5 separate regions of the Mus musculus genome follow, and all the other regions are linked to region 3. A link is a contact called in public ChIA-PET, HiChIP or PLAC-seq and promoter capture Hi-C data. All regions are on one chromosome and are shown on one strand. Each heading gives the region's core, a stretch centred on a gene start, on an enhancer-like site or on the middle of the called end of the contact. The rest is flanking DNA. Distances are from core to core; before and after follow the strand shown. Region 1 holds the start of Psors1c2 (psoriasis susceptibility 1 candidate 2 (human)). Region 2 has its middle 32 kb from the start of Gm4577. Region 3 holds the start of A930015D03Rik (RIKEN cDNA A930015D03 gene). Region 4 holds the start of Trim39 (tripartite motif-containing 39). Region 5 holds the start of Gtf2h4 (general transcription factor II H, polypeptide 4).

The links. Promoter capture Hi-C pulls out the DNA fragments that hold promoters and counts their contacts. ChIA-PET counts read pairs in DNA pulled down with a chosen protein or histone mark. HiChIP or PLAC-seq counts read pairs in DNA pulled down with a chosen protein or histone mark.
Region 1: a contact with region 3 is called in a promoter capture Hi-C map of cranial neural crest. The contact joins the promoter of Psors1c2 here to the promoter of A930015D03Rik in region 3. A contact is called at or near these places in 1 of 39 promoter capture datasets (cranial neural crest) and 1 of 9 other capture datasets (adipose tissue).
Region 2: an RNA polymerase II ChIA-PET map of memory CD8 T cells shows a contact between it and region 3, with 69 read pairs. The contact joins the enhancer-like site here to the promoter of A930015D03Rik in region 3. A contact is called at or near these places in 4 of 39 promoter capture datasets (the C10 cell line, the HPC-7 cell line, cranial neural crest and 1 more), 2 of 15 datasets of contacts at CTCF or cohesin (both in embryonic stem cells), 14 of 484 Hi-C or Micro-C datasets (B cells, CD4 T cells, the G1E-ER4 cell line and 7 more) and 3 of 115 datasets of contacts at active chromatin or transcription factors (effector CD8 T cells, embryonic stem cells and memory CD8 T cells).
Region 4: an H3K27ac HiChIP or PLAC-seq map of T-cell acute lymphoblastic leukemia shows a contact between it and region 3, with 3 times the contacts expected there. The contact joins the promoter of Trim39 here to the promoter of A930015D03Rik in region 3. A contact is called at or near these places in 9 of 39 promoter capture datasets (the C10 cell line, the HPC-7 cell line, cranial neural crest and 4 more), 2 of 15 datasets of contacts at CTCF or cohesin (the NIH/3T3 cell line and large pre-B cells), 17 of 484 Hi-C or Micro-C datasets (the 3T3-L1 cell line, CD4 T cells, the HL-1 cell line and 10 more), 10 of 115 datasets of contacts at active chromatin or transcription factors (the SCID.adh cell line, T-cell acute lymphoblastic leukemia, cardiomyocytes and 7 more) and 1 of 9 other capture datasets (adipose tissue).
Region 5: a contact with region 3 is called in an RNA polymerase II ChIA-PET map of memory CD8 T cells, with 13 read pairs. The contact joins the promoter of Gtf2h4 here to the promoter of A930015D03Rik in region 3. A contact is called at or near these places in 1 of 484 Hi-C or Micro-C datasets (the G1E-ER4 cell line), 1 of 115 datasets of contacts at active chromatin or transcription factors (memory CD8 T cells) and 1 of 9 other capture datasets (liver).

Annotation. Positions count from the first base shown.
Region 1 is chr17:35,531,775-35,534,557 of GRCm38.p6, reverse strand. It overlaps Psors1c2 (psoriasis susceptibility 1 candidate 2 (human)), which reads right to left and starts at 1,357. Exons shown (of 2, transcript NM_020576.2): 1 at 1,264-1,357; 2 at 1-659. The coding sequence starts at 1,318. The coding sequence ends at 307.
Region 2 is chr17:35,734,990-35,737,730 of GRCm38.p6, reverse strand. No RefSeq gene overlaps it. Among named protein-coding and RNA genes, the nearest start is that of Gm4577, 32 kb to the right of the region's middle. Within about 2 kb of position 1,265, at least 49 of the 459 cell types and tissues checked have an H3K27ac peak or open chromatin away from gene starts, as enhancers often do. A contact at or near this core is called in the G1E-ER4 cell line and memory CD8 T cells, where this site is marked.
Region 3 is chr17:35,993,121-35,995,828 of GRCm38.p6, reverse strand. It overlaps A930015D03Rik (RIKEN cDNA A930015D03 gene), which reads right to left and starts at 1,325. Exons shown (of 2, transcript NR_015618.2): 1 at 1,269-1,325.
Region 4 is chr17:36,270,028-36,272,727 of GRCm38.p6, reverse strand. It overlaps Trim39 (tripartite motif-containing 39), which reads left to right and starts at 1,295. Exons shown (of 7, transcript NM_178281.1): 1 at 1,295-1,391.
Region 5 is chr17:35,672,435-35,675,134 of GRCm38.p6, reverse strand. Gtf2h4 (general transcription factor II H, polypeptide 4) reads left to right here and starts at 1,392. Exons shown (of 14, transcript NM_010364.4): 1 at 1,392-1,579; 2 at 2,307-2,449. The coding sequence starts at 2,310.

The DNA of each region.
Region 1 (2,783 bases), core at 108-2,607, 460 kb after region 3:
AGAGCACAGAGCTCAGGCTCTGCCTAGAAGTCCAGGTCTAGACAAGCAAGAACAGGCTGAGTGAGGTAGGAGTGTGCTTTCTGCTGATCAAGAGAAGCGAAGGGACAACATAATGACTGAACAGGGACCACAAAGTGGAGGGAGGGGGGGTTGCAGAGCATAGACACTTCCAACATAGAACACAATTCAAACAGAGACTGAGGAAGGGAACTAAGGGATTAGGGAAAATTGAGATTCTAAGCGGGCAGCCAATGAAAAAGGTGGGCTTTGGTGTGCTCTGTGGAGGCTCACGTTCCCTAGGGTCCCCTATCTATACTCTTCCTGGGGTGGGTCAAGGTCTGGCTCCTCCTGAGATTCATGGTCCATCTCAGGGGCAGGAGGCCAGGGGTTTTCTGGGGGCTGGGTTCCTGCTGGCCAGGGGTCATCAGGCAGAGGAGGTTTAGGGGGATCAGTGCTTGGGGGCTTTGGGGGCCAGGCACCACTGTCAGGAAGATCTCTCCAGGGACGGTTGGAGCCTGGAGGCGGAGGTTCATCAAACAAAGGAGGCGCCCCAGGCCAGGGATCACCAGGGATTGGGGGTCCCAGAGGCAATGGTGGGGAGTCCTCCTCTTCGTGGGTGTCTGTAGATCCGGGAGAAGGGTCGCCATTGCCTGAAATGCCTGTAGAGGAGGAAGGAGAATAAGAGATACAGTCGCAGAACACTTCCCACCCAGCTTCATACCCAAAGGTTGAGCCTCACTTAGACTAGCACAGCCTGAGCCCCAAAACAGATCTCAGAGTGACCCCCAAAGTGCTCTCCATACATTTCCCAAACACTGAGGCCATCTTCACACGGTGTGAAAGCCCTAGGCTCATCCGGACCACTGACACGATCATACTTCCAAATGGTTCTCTGTTCAACCTTGGTTGGGATACTCCACTGGAACCTCCCCCAGGGTGGTCTGCACTGGAAGTGGTCTTGGCCCCACCTGTCACTCAGGCGCCATCTCTGTAATAACCAGCCCTCAGTCCCAGTGACTCCCTAGGCCTGGTGACTCCACACAACTCTATCGCATCCCTCCACCTGACCCAGCAACATATTCAGAATCAAGGTGCCCCTGCCTGCAATCCCCTGAGCTTCCCCACTAAGGACACTCCAAGAATCCCTTCTGCTCTGCGTTCCTCTTACTCCTTTCCTCCTGGGGGCGTCCCCTCCCTAAGGGTGGGTCATTTCGACCATCTCCATCACCCCAGCTGTGCTCCTGGCCTATTCTGACGACTCACCTCCTGCACACAGGCAAAGGACCAGCAGGCCTAGCAGCTTCCAGGTGAGCATCATGGCTGTCTACTGGCCCCCAAGGCGGGGTGCTCCGAGTCTAGGTGCTTGAGAACCTAAGAGGCTTTATAGCAGAGGAGGTAGAGGGGGTGGCCAGTCTGTGGGGAGGGGCCAGCTCAGCACCCTAAGGAATCCCTACCAGAGCCTAACTGGTCAAACCCGTTTACAAAGAACCTGCCAGTAAGCATCCCTCTTTTCTGTCCCCCAGTCCCGGGGGCCGGGGGCAGCCGGGTCTATCAGTGACCCAGACCCCAGGAGGCTCCACCCTTGTTTTCACACCTCCTCCATCCACACCCGGCAGGAATCAGGACCCACCTGTCATCTTTATAATCACAAGGAAGGCTACCTTTCATCCGTGATAGTTATTGGAAGCCACAAAATGGGGGCAAACCTCGCGTGGGGAAGCTTGGTAATTAGAGGCAGAGGCGGGACGCCTGGGTCAGAAAGCACCCTCTAGACTGGCATCTCAGCCTCGGAGCTCCGTCCCCCCACTCCCCTCTGGACCATGCTCTCTGGCATGTCACCTCAGTCAGTCACTGGGAACTTCCCAGGCAGTGACATCTAAGGAATTCCAGGGGGAGCCACCTGGGTGACGCGGGAAGCCAGGATATCCTGGTTCCTGACCCCATGCAGAGGTGACTGCATCAACACCAAAGACTCAGGAAGAGCTCCCCTCCCCCACCCCTGCCCTTGTAACCCTAGAAATCTTCCTTCTTCAGGATGGCCCTGAGCATCAGGGTCCTTAAGACACACCCACCACCACCACCACCACCACCAAGAGAGATTGCTTCAGAAGGCTTGAGAGTGTCTGGACTACAGCTCCAATCCCCACACATCTGTCCCCACCTGGTCGGTTTGGGATTCTACTTATGGCTGATCAGGGAAACTTGGTTTCCACTTGATAGCCCTGGCCCCAGAGCATCCATCTTGATCCTGGACCATCTCCCTCAGGCTCCCAAGGTTTTAACCCATTGTTACTCTTCCTCCCTCCTCTCACACACAGATTTTTTTTCTTCTTTCCTTTCTTTCTGGTCTACAGAGTGAGGTCCAGGACAGCCAGGGCTACACAGAGAAACCCTGTCTTAAAAACCAAAAAAAAAAAAAAAAAAAAAAAAAGAAAAGAAAAGAAAAAGAAAATGTGAGTGTTTTACATACAAGTGATGCACAGGGAGGTCAGAAGGCATTGAATCCACCAGAACTGGAGTTATAAACAGTTGTTCGACTCCATGTGGTTGTTAAGATTTTAATCTAGATCCTCCGGAAGAGCAGCCAGTGCTTAGGACCACTTAGCCATCTCTCCAGTCCATCCCAAAGCCCTTCTGGAACTGTGCCCTGCCCCTGCCAGGAACCCCCTGCCGTCCATCACAGTCTGGAACTGTGCCCTGCCCCTGCCAGGAACCCCCTGCCGTCCATCACAGTCTGGAACTGTGCCCTGCCCCTGCCAGGAACCCCCTGCCGTCCATCACAG
Region 2 (2,741 bases), core at 16-2,515, 260 kb after region 3:
AAAATAAAAAGTAAGAGGGGATTGGAGAGCTGACTCGGTGATTAAGAGCATGTACTGCTCTTTCAGAGGACTCGGCTTTGGTTCCTAGCATGCTGGTATCCAGCACCTCACAATCGTCTATAACTCCAGCTCTAGGGGTCTTTGATGTCTCTGGCCTCCACAAGCACCTGCACTCACATGCATACACATACACACAGTCGCATACACATAATTAAAACAATAAAAATAGTTTAAAAGTAAAATTAATGGGGCTGGAGAGCCTGGGGTGGTAGCGTACATTCATCCTTGACCCTAGCACTTGGGAGAAAGAGACAGGGCAGCCTGGTCTATACAGCAAATTCCTGGCTAACCAAATCTGGACCCATTGCTACAAGACATTGTTAGGGGCCAACGAGGGGACAGCAAAAAAAGGCACTTGCCACCAAACTTGACAATCTGAGTTCAGTCCCCCAAAACCACGTGGTGGGAGGAGAGAATTGACTCCTGACATTGTCCTCTGATTTCCACACTTGAGCTGTGGCCCGTGCCCTAAAGAAGGTGTCAGTTCCCCTAAAGCTGGAGTTACAGGTGACTGTGAGCCATCAGACATGGGTGCTGGGAACTGTCCTTGCATACTCTGGAAGAACAGCATAGGCTCTTAACCTCTGAGCCATCTCTCTAAACACCTAAAGCTTTTAAAATTTAATTACAAGCCTTCTGTGAGGCTCACTGATTTGAAAACAAACCCTCACTCTTCAAGTATAAAAAGCCCCCAGGAGGAAGATGAAAGACAAGCTATTTAATTGTTTTTCAGTAAGCTGACTGGTGCCCTTGGGCTCTACTGAGCTAGGAATTATTGGTAGGCAGTAAGCTCTTCCAGAACTGGCAGTCCCAGCTGTTGGGTGCCTAAGGCTCAGGGCCTATTGCTCCAGGCTCTAGATGCCAGAACCTGTGGCGCCAAAGCCTTGGGCCAGCGGCTTGCAGCTCTGTGCTGTAACCTCTAATGCCTGGCCGCTTTCACAATCCTCTGCTTCCAGCTGCCGCTGCGGATGCTGCAACTGTGTTGCTGTTTCCGGATACAGAGTTTCTCTGGTAGCCCGGGCTGTCTTGGGACGCACTCTGTAGACCAGGCTGGCCTCAAATCCAAAAGGTCCTCCTGCTTCTGCCTCCAGAGTGCTGGGATTAAAGGTGTGCTCCACTCCTGCCCAGCTTGGTGCTGCAACTCTTGAAAGCAGGATCAGACGCTGGGACCTCAGCTGGCCAGGAGGGGGAGCTGTAGCTCTGGTGGCTGGTATCGCTGTTCTTGGGCTGAGTACTGGGACTCAGACCTCAACAGCAGCAAGTATTTATAATCCCTGGGCCTTGGTGCTGGGATCCTCCATCCTTTAAGCTTGTCAGCTCCTGGAACACTTCCAGTGACAGAGGCCCACAGGGTTCTCTGGTTCTTCACCGTCCGTCTACCTTCAGCCTCAGCTCCTTCCTCTCTCCCACTTCCTCTTTCCTTCCATGGCCCCCCAGCCCCTCATTAATGCGACTCATCCCTAGCTGCTGCAGCAGTGGCTGCTGCCTCACTGTCTCTGCTTCTGCTGCATCTCCTCACCAACCTAAGAACTGAGTTGAAAGTTGGGTATGGTCAACAAAAGGCAGTTTGGCTGGCTGCTGGTTGACAGTCTGTCAGTTAAGGTAAGGAGACACCTGGGAAGGATCCAACAGCTGTCATGCAGGGAGTCAAATCACCCTGCCCCAACAATTTATGTAAAGGGAAGAGGGTCTATCACTGATACCAACAGTCCTTTTTTTTGGGGGGGGGGGAGTTTCGAGACAGGGTTTCTCTGTGTAGCCTTGGCTGTCCTGGAACTCACTCTGTAGACCAGGCTGGCCTTGAACTCAGAAATTCACCTGCCTCTGCCTCCCAAGTGCTGGGATTAAAGGTGAGCGCCATCACTGCCCGGCCCAACAGTCCTTTTTTAAAAATCACATTTTTTCCCCATTTATTTCATTTTGTGTGTGTGGAGGTGAATGGACTAGTGAGCTCTCACTTTTACCATGTGGCTGCCAGGGACTGAATTCAGATTATCAGGCATGGTGGCAAGTACCTTTACCCAAGACATCTGGATGACCCTCAGGAGCTATTTAAATAGTGCTTAAGTTGCCTTAAGAATACTTAGCTTCTACTCCAATGCCCCAAGCATAAGCAGGTCACTAATCTGTGCTAAATCGTTCCTTTCTTTTTTTTTTCTTTAAAGACTTATTTATTATTATATCTAAGTATACTGTAGCTGTCTTCAGACACACCAGAAGAGGGTGTCAGATCTCATTATGGATGGTTGTAAGCCACCATGTGGTTGCTGGGATTTGAACTCGGGACCTTCAGAAGAGCAGTCAGTGCTCTTAACCACTGAGCCATCTCTCCAGCCCAAATCGTTCCTTTCTTTGCTGTGAACTTCTCTCTACTAAATCTTGAGTTGAGTGAAAAGGGCAATGTGCCTTATCCTGGGGAAATAGCTGGCTATCTTATGGGAGTCTAAAAAGGGGTAGAGTTGACTTCCGAGTGTCAGCCAAGCCTCTTCTGGTCATACGTGGACAAATAATGACATCTGTCAAGATGTTTATGTCAAGAAGAGGACTGAGGGAAAGAAGACGTCCAGTTTTGTTTTGTGCTTCTATGGGGCTGAGGATGTACCTCAGCTGGCAGAGTCCCTGTTTGGTTTTCATCCCACCCTAACACCACAGAAGTAAGGTTTGGTGACACATGTCTTTAA
Region 3 (2,708 bases), core at 76-2,575:
TTTCTAGTGGCTTAAACCCATGTCTGAGCAATCTTCTCGGGCGGATAATACCATCTGTATTTTCCCTGCTGTGTACGGACATGCTATGAACTACCAGCACCAAATTTCAACTCAGCAAGAATGTGATCTGGGCTAGCAACTTTCATTAAACAATGTTTCCTGTGACCACCCAGGATCCAATGTATGAATATTTTTGCCTGCATGCAGCCACCAGTGCTGGACACTGAACCTGGGTCCTCTGGAAGAGCAGCCGGTGCTCTTACCTGCTGAGCCCTCTCTCCAGCCCTGCTTATTAGACTTCTAACACATCAAGAACTTCATTTCAACCAGACATGGTGGCGAATGCCTTTAATCCTAGCGTTCAATAGGCAAAGGCAGACAGAGTCCAGGCCAGACCCTACTACATAGCAAGACCGCCCCCCCCCCAGTCCCCCCCCCTCCAAAAAAAAAAAAAACCAATATCGAGTTCTCTGAGTAACTGGCTTAATCTCTTCCATGGCTCATTCATCCTGACCTCACAGAAATCCACCTCCTGAATGCTGGCATTAAAGGAGTGAGACACCGTGCCTACCACCATTCCCTTTATAAGGTGTGAAGAGTGGAGACCAGAGGACAACTGTATCTTTCCTAACACAGCCTCCATTTTTTTTTCCTCTAAGACTCACTACTTAGGCTACTGCGGTTCACCGAGTAGTCCCGAGTAGTCCCGGGGATCGGCCTGTCTTCCTCCCAGCTGGGTTTTCATAACAAGCCACCACGCTCACATTTTTAAAGCGATTTCCGATGATCAACCTCGGAGGTCCTGTGCTACAAAGCAAGCTCTTTACCGATTAAGCAACCTCCGCGGCCCTAAACAATGTGTTTTAACACACCACGTTATATATTTCAAACGTGTGCAATTTTTGTCACTTACACCTAAATAAATAAAGCTGGGGAAATTAAAATCTAATGAGGGCCGGGCATGGTGGTGCAGGTCTTTATTTCCAGCACTCCGTAGGCCTAGGCAGATAGATCTGGGTTCGAGGCCAGCCTAGTCAACAGATCGAGCTCCAGGAAAGTCAGGGCTACACAGAGAAAACCTGTCCTGAAATGAATGAATAAATCTACTAAGTAAGCTTAGTTGAGCCGAGAAAATTAAAATGAAAAATACTATAGTAGGCGCTTCAAGTTGCGAAGGCTTGACGATTGTACGCTTTTCTAGATTTGATAACCGACATTTCTGACCAAAACAAACAAACAGCGACTTTAAAAGGTTTTCGTGGGCTTACCGTTTGAGGAAGAGACATGGCGAAACCGGTCTGCGACGCCGGACTAGACGCAAAGCCAAGCCCACGGGCGAAACACATCCGTCTTCTTCACCCGTTGGGTGGGACTTCCGCTATCAAGGCTCCACCTTCTTAAAGGTTCCCCAAAAACCGCTAGCAGCTGGGGACCGACCGTTCAAACACTTGAACCTATGGGGGACCATTTCACCCAAAGAATGGACTGTCAGATGGTATTAGAAATTATCTCGAGCTGGCCGTGGTGGCACACACCTTTAATCCTAACACTCGGCACTAGGCAGGCAGGTTGGTGTCTGAGTTCGAGGCCAGCCTGGTCTACAGAGTGAATTCCAAGACAGCCAGGGCTACACAGAGAAACCCTGTCTCAAAAAATAAAACCAAATAAATAAATAAATAAATAAATAAATAAATAAATAAATAAATAAATAAATAAATAAATAAATGACTTTTTCCAACCATTGAAATCTGCTACGAGTAGAAGAACGAAGCTAAACGGTTTCAAAACAGCAGCAACGCAATAGCTCTAAGATAATTTTTATTTGTGGTATGAGATAAGGTCTTGTTATTTAGCCCAGGATAGCCTATCTGTTCACAGCAATCCTCTTGTCTCAGCCTGAAAAGCTGGGGTTAAAGGGGTGCACCACAGCCCAGCTCCATCGAACGTCGCGCGACGTCAGGGTTTCCTCTGCGCAGCCATGACGCATCTTGACCAGCAGGTGGCACTGCGGAGTCGCAGGTGCGGTGGACCGACCCTTTACCCAAGGCTGTGGGGATCTTGAGTTCCAAGTGTTTTTCCTGCTGTTGCAGCTACTCATTACTTACTACCTACTGATACATAATATTTCAACATAAAGATGAGCTGTAGCCGCACAGCTATCTGAACGTCACCACCAGTTATAGGCTGTTGTGAGCTGCTGGGTGTGAATGCTAGAAACCCTGGAAGAGAATCAAGTGCTCCTAAATTGCTGAGCCTTCTCTCCACCCCATAGCCAAATTACTTGACAATTACATCCTTATTCCAATGCCTGCACCTCTATCCGCTATATGGGGCCTTCAAGCTCATCTCTTCAATGGGTCCACTGCACCACAATGTTCAATGCCACCCTGACCCTGCCCACCCCCCACCCCCAACCCAATTACCTTCAACCTCCATCGTCTTCCTCTGGGCCTTCTCTCCTCCCTCCCCTTTACATTCCTGGTTTTCTCTAACTGGCTTACTCCTCTTCCCAGACAAGAAGTAAGACGCCTGCAAATTCTCCTCTCTTCCTACACAGGTTCTCAGCTTACACTACACTCTGAAGATGACCTATTCCTCTCCTCCCACCTCTATGCTGATGGTGCCCAATGTCTCCAGCCAGCATCTCTTCCCCAAGCTGTGCTTGCATATACTGTCTGCATATATTGTCTCTGGAGATCGCCCATAAC
Region 4 (2,700 bases), core at 46-2,545, 280 kb before region 3:
GAAGCAGGCTTTGGTTCCCACCCAGTGTTTCCTGAGCACAGGATTTGGTCCTCCTGGCATCCTAGATGCAGGGGCAGCAAAGCACCGAACTAGACCGGTTTTCTACACTCCAGCTCCAGCCAGGGAAAGCGTTTCGCTAATGTCAGCTGTGGTGGCTACTCCTGGTGGTCAACTTGACTATCTGGAAGGAATTACAACCCAGAATTGGAGGGCTCACCTGTGATCCAGATCTTGAGGCTGGAAGACACAAGTTTCTGACCTGGATCTTGACATGGAGATCTTGAGGTACAGTGGCCATTAAGTTTAGGACCAGGCAAGGCAGTACACGACTTCAATCCCAGACTGGGGCAAGGAGTTCTCTGAGTTCAAAGTCAGCCCGGGAGAAAGCAAGTCCCAAATCCAAACAAGGTGGTGCACACCTTAATCTGGGCCACGCCTTCTGCTGGAAGTCTACATAAGGACATAGGAAGAAGGAAGATTCTCTTCTTCACGGGCTTGCACTTACTTGCCAGCACATCTGTCGGAACCTACTTCTACAGAAGACCAGCTGAAAGAACTAGCCACGTGGGACTGCGCAACTACTAGATTCTTGGACTTCCCATCCACAGCTGCCCATTGTTGGGTTAGCCTGTAAGTCATCACGATTAATTATAGAGAGAGAAACATTCACTAGGTTCTGTAGCTCTAGAGAACCCCTGGCTAATACATCACCCAACCGGAGGAGGGGAAAAGACGCACCTCGGTCTGCAGCCAAGATAACTCACCTACTACAGCTTGCCGGTTAAATTGCCAAACCTCAGCCAGTCGGAAGTGACGTGCCAGCATAGACTCTCAGGTCGGCCACGTAATACACCGCCGCCTTAAACAGCAACCCTCCCCCAGAATTGACCCGGAGACCGGGAAAGTGTGGCCCAACGCCCACAACCCGTAGCCGCCCAGGCCTCTGCGGTTCCCAGCCCCACCGAGGACCAGCTTGAGCCTCTGCGGGCTCGCTGACCGCGCAGCTCTGCCAGCCCAGCCACGGCGCGCTGCCCGCCATGGGGTTCGGCGTCTCGCCACGCGCATGCGCGGCCCTCAGTCTCCGGGGGACCGCTCTGGTCACCTGGGCGCCAGCACCTCAGCCACGGGAAGCGGCGGGTTCCCTCTCGCCCGGTAAACTAGCCGCGCAGGCCCTCGCCTCCGGCTCTCCGCCCGCCACCCGCCGCGGGCCCGACTAGGCCCTGGCACGGCGGCTCGGCGCCGCGCAGCTGTCTTCCATCGCCGCAGCGCGGCTTCCGCTTCCGGCGAGTATTGTGTGTCGCGCCGCGGGGCGGGGGTGAGGGGAGGAGGAAGGAGGGAGGCAGTGCTCCGGCGGCTCCGCGCCCGGCACTCCGGGACCCGGAGCCGGGAAGGTAGGTGCTGCGCCGCCGCCACAAGGGTCCCGCAGCCGGCTCCAGCGAGCGGGCTCCTCTCGCCGCGGCCCTACGCCCGGCGAGTACGTCAGCCGGCCGGCGCGCAACCACAGCTGCCTCCGCCCGCCTCGGGCCCGGAGGACGTTTGCCGCCCCGGCGACGTCAGCGCGTCCGGCGTTGCTTGGCTACCCCGCCGTTCCCCTGTCCCGCTGCCTTTGGTCTCCCCGGGTGAAACTGACGCAGTCATCGCGGGTCTGGGCTGCGACATGGCAGCGGGCATCCCACCTTCACGTCACACCTCTCCCTCACTTAGACACGCATCCGTTCCTCCCTGCCAAGCACGACGTATGCTCCCTCACTCTGGTCCTCATGCTCCCGATATGGCTGGAGAAGATGGAGAACGGGTGGGACAGAGTTGTGGCCAGTGCTTGAAAGAGGCTCCTGAGGTGGTACCCAATAGTGATTAAAGGCAAAACGTGGACGTCTCTGACGCGATTACTTACACTGAGATCGAGTAATGGAGAGTGGGAGGAAGGATCAAGCCAGAGGAGCACAAGGCCATATTATGGCTGCCCTCTACACCACCACCACACCACCCCCAGCTCCAAATCCTCTCCGTTCTTCACTATCCTTGAGCCCGTTTCTCTCTCATACCATCTATTTGCTAATTAGATACATGCAGGTCTCTCAAGTGTGAATATGGTTCAGTTTTAGGTGAGGATGCCACTTATCTGTAGGATTGAGGAGGAGGAGGCTAAGTCACTAGTCAAAACTGGATTCTAATGGGCAGAGAAGAAAGAAATCATCCAACTGTACTTATCTGGATCAATTCTTTTCTCCATTAAAAGAGGATAAGTTACCAACTCCTACTTAAAATCCTTCCATTTGTACCACCAGTATACAGAAATAATCATTGTTGCCCCAATTCATTACATGGGCACTTTTCTGTCGATGGGTAGACCTATCAAATTTCCTTCCTTTTTGGGGGGCCCCTTTTGGGACAGAAGGAAAGTAGGGGGTTATGGGACCAGATAAATTAGCTTACTTATGTATTGACATCTTAAGAATGGAGAGCTTTGGTTGTCTCTTTCCATACACTTATTCATTTATTGAGACCAATAACTATTTATTGGTTATATTTAATTTAGGCTGGCCTCGAGTTCCTGAGGCTCCTGCCTTTGCCTCCTCGGTACATGCGCTACCTACCTAGTATTAACCATACCTGGCTAATTTCCTTCCTAATCACTGACTATCTAAGGAGTTAGTTATCAGTAGTGACGTTGAAAGACTGCAGTCACCACTGAATGTT
Region 5 (2,700 bases), core at 143-2,642, 320 kb after region 3:
GCATGGAAGTTGGATATCTCTCCCCCTCTCTTCAGGTCACAACATAGCAAAGCCTTTACCCACTGAGCCATCTCACCAGCCAGTGATTTTCCTTAAAATACATAGTAAAGCATAATCAAGTCCTTACATGGCCTTACCATTTTTGCCCTTGGTAAATGTGTTTCTCATCTCGGTACTGGGACTTTCTTGTGCAGATCTCTTATTCTGTTTTTGTTTGTTTGTTTGTTTGTTTGTTTGTTTTTGGTTTTTTTCGAGACAGGGTTTCTCCGTATAGTCCTGGCTGTCCTGGAACTCACTTTGTAGACCAGGCTGGCCTGGAAGTCAGAAATCTGCCTGCCTCTGCCTCCCAAGTGCTGGGATTAAAGGCGTGCGCCACCACACCCGGCTCAGATCTCTTATTCTTGTTGAGCTTGATAGCCTGTGATGTAAGAATAACAGAATTTGCCCCCATAAGAATTGGAGACCCTACAGATGACCTTAGTTGATGTCATTTTCCCTTTCCCTTGTCTTGCCTAGGATAAATTCATAAATCAAATCAGGGCAAATGATAGCTTTCTCTTAAAAATTGCAATGTAATCTTCTAACTCCCCAGGGAGTTGGAAGAGATTAAGATTGAGTGAGCAGGTGGGAGGATGGTGGAGAGATGGCTGTCCTTCCAAAGGGCCCAAGTTCAATTCCTAGCACTAACATAACAGCTCACTGCTGTATGTAATTCCAGTTCCAGGGAATCTGACTTCACATAGACATTTTGATTGATTGAGCTCCAAATGAGGGCAATTGTGTTGATCCACGTCATGTGAAGATGTTCTGCACTGATCATTATCTCAGTTTCGTGAGGAACAACAGAGGTCAAGAAACCCAGTTTGTCGCCGGGTGTGGTGGCGCACGCCTTTAATCCCAGCACTCGGGAGGCAGAGGCAGGCGGAGTTCTGAGTTCGAGGCTAGCCTGGTCTACAAAGTGAGTTCCAGGACAGCCAGAGCTATACAGAGAAACCCTGTCTCGAAAAACCTAAAAAAAAAATAAGAAGAAGGAAGAAAGAAAGAAAGAAAGAAAGAAAGAAAGAAAGAAACCCAGTTTGAGGTCTCTACATCTAACATAACACCACTAAGCTGCTTTAGTACGTCTCCGATAGGAGGCCCCGGAGCTCCTCCAGGTTTGCTGCCTCCTCCTGATCTGACAAGAGATTCACCTTGCTGTATAGGGGAGAGAGGCGCGGAATCAAAAGGTCTGACTTCGGATGTTTCTAGGGAATCCCAATGAAAAGCCACCTTTTCTCGGCCGGCCTTCTTGCGGTGCCTTTAGGGATTTGTAGTCAGAGCCTGACTCATAGTCTCCAATGTAGGCTAGAAGAGGACTACAATTCCCAAGATGCCTTGCGACAGGCGAGTGCATTGCCTATTCTAACCCCCTTTACTCTTGACACATTTCTCTGCTCTCCCTTCTCTTTGGACTGCTTATTGACTGGGTCCTGTCTGTGAAGTTCTTCGTGGTTCTCCCACCTTTTAGAATTCTCATCCTTTATTTCCAGGAGCCAATGCGAGACATTAGCACTGATTAGGCGACGGCTGGTGACCCGGGGTGCGCGAGGGGGAGCCGAGTGGTGAGGGGGTTTGAGAAGGGTAAGGGAGAGAGTTGAGCGAGAAGCGGAGTGAAAGGAAAGTCGGGGAGATGTGAGGAGCTCAGAGGCGTGGGTCTCAGTGAGAGGGGTAAGGCTGGCTGGAGGGAAAGGGATAGAAAGGGATTTAGGTTGGTAAGCATGAGGCAGTTTATAGCCGTGTCCCCAGATGAGAGCTAAGGATTTGACCCATTTGGACTGATCTGACCAGGAGGGTGGACAAGAGAGAGAAGCCTGGGCTCAAATAAGTATCTTTGTCAATGCTTAGGTGAACTTGAGATGTCATTGATATGCAAAACACTCGCAAGTATGAAACGATAAGTAATTCAGTCCACACCGGTGAGGATCTGGATTTGATCCTCAGGACCATACACAAAAATGAGACTAATTCCACCTCCTGGAGACTGAACAAAGGCTGAACTTCAAGGGCAGATATGGGATGAAAAGCCTGGTGGCCACTTGGGAAGTAAAGGCAGATGGATCAGGGGTTCAAATCCATCCTTGGCTCCATAGCAAATTCAAGGCCATTGTGAGCTGCATAATGAAGAAAAGAAGCAGGACACGAGGGGTTTGGGAGGAATAGGTGATAAGTGGCATCAGACAGGAAAGTACAGAAAGTGAACCTAATAGATCTGGAGTCAGTGATATAGGCCTGGGTCATGTGGGAGTTCTGACATTTGTCCCTCTCAGGTGATGGAGATCACCCCGGCGAGGGGTGGACTGAACCGAGCACACCTACAATGCAGGAATCTCCAGGAGTTCTTAGGAGGCCTGAGCCCTGGGGTGCTGGACCGATTGTATGGGCACCCTGCCACTTGTCTGGCTGTCTTCAGGTGAGGAGCCTTCAGAGCAAAGGGGATGTTTGGAGAATGTAATGGGGCCTGCAGACTGAAATTAGTTAGCACGGGGAGAGGCTTATTAGCCCAGCGTGAGTACCAGGGTGTTAGACATTACTCCAAAGTGTGTCAGTCCAAACCAGAAAGAGGTTGTGGGGACAGTGGGACTGCTAAGGACGTGGGAGATGGCATGAGACGTTTGAGAGACAGAGGTTGCAGGGTATTTGATCACATAGTGAACTCCAAGA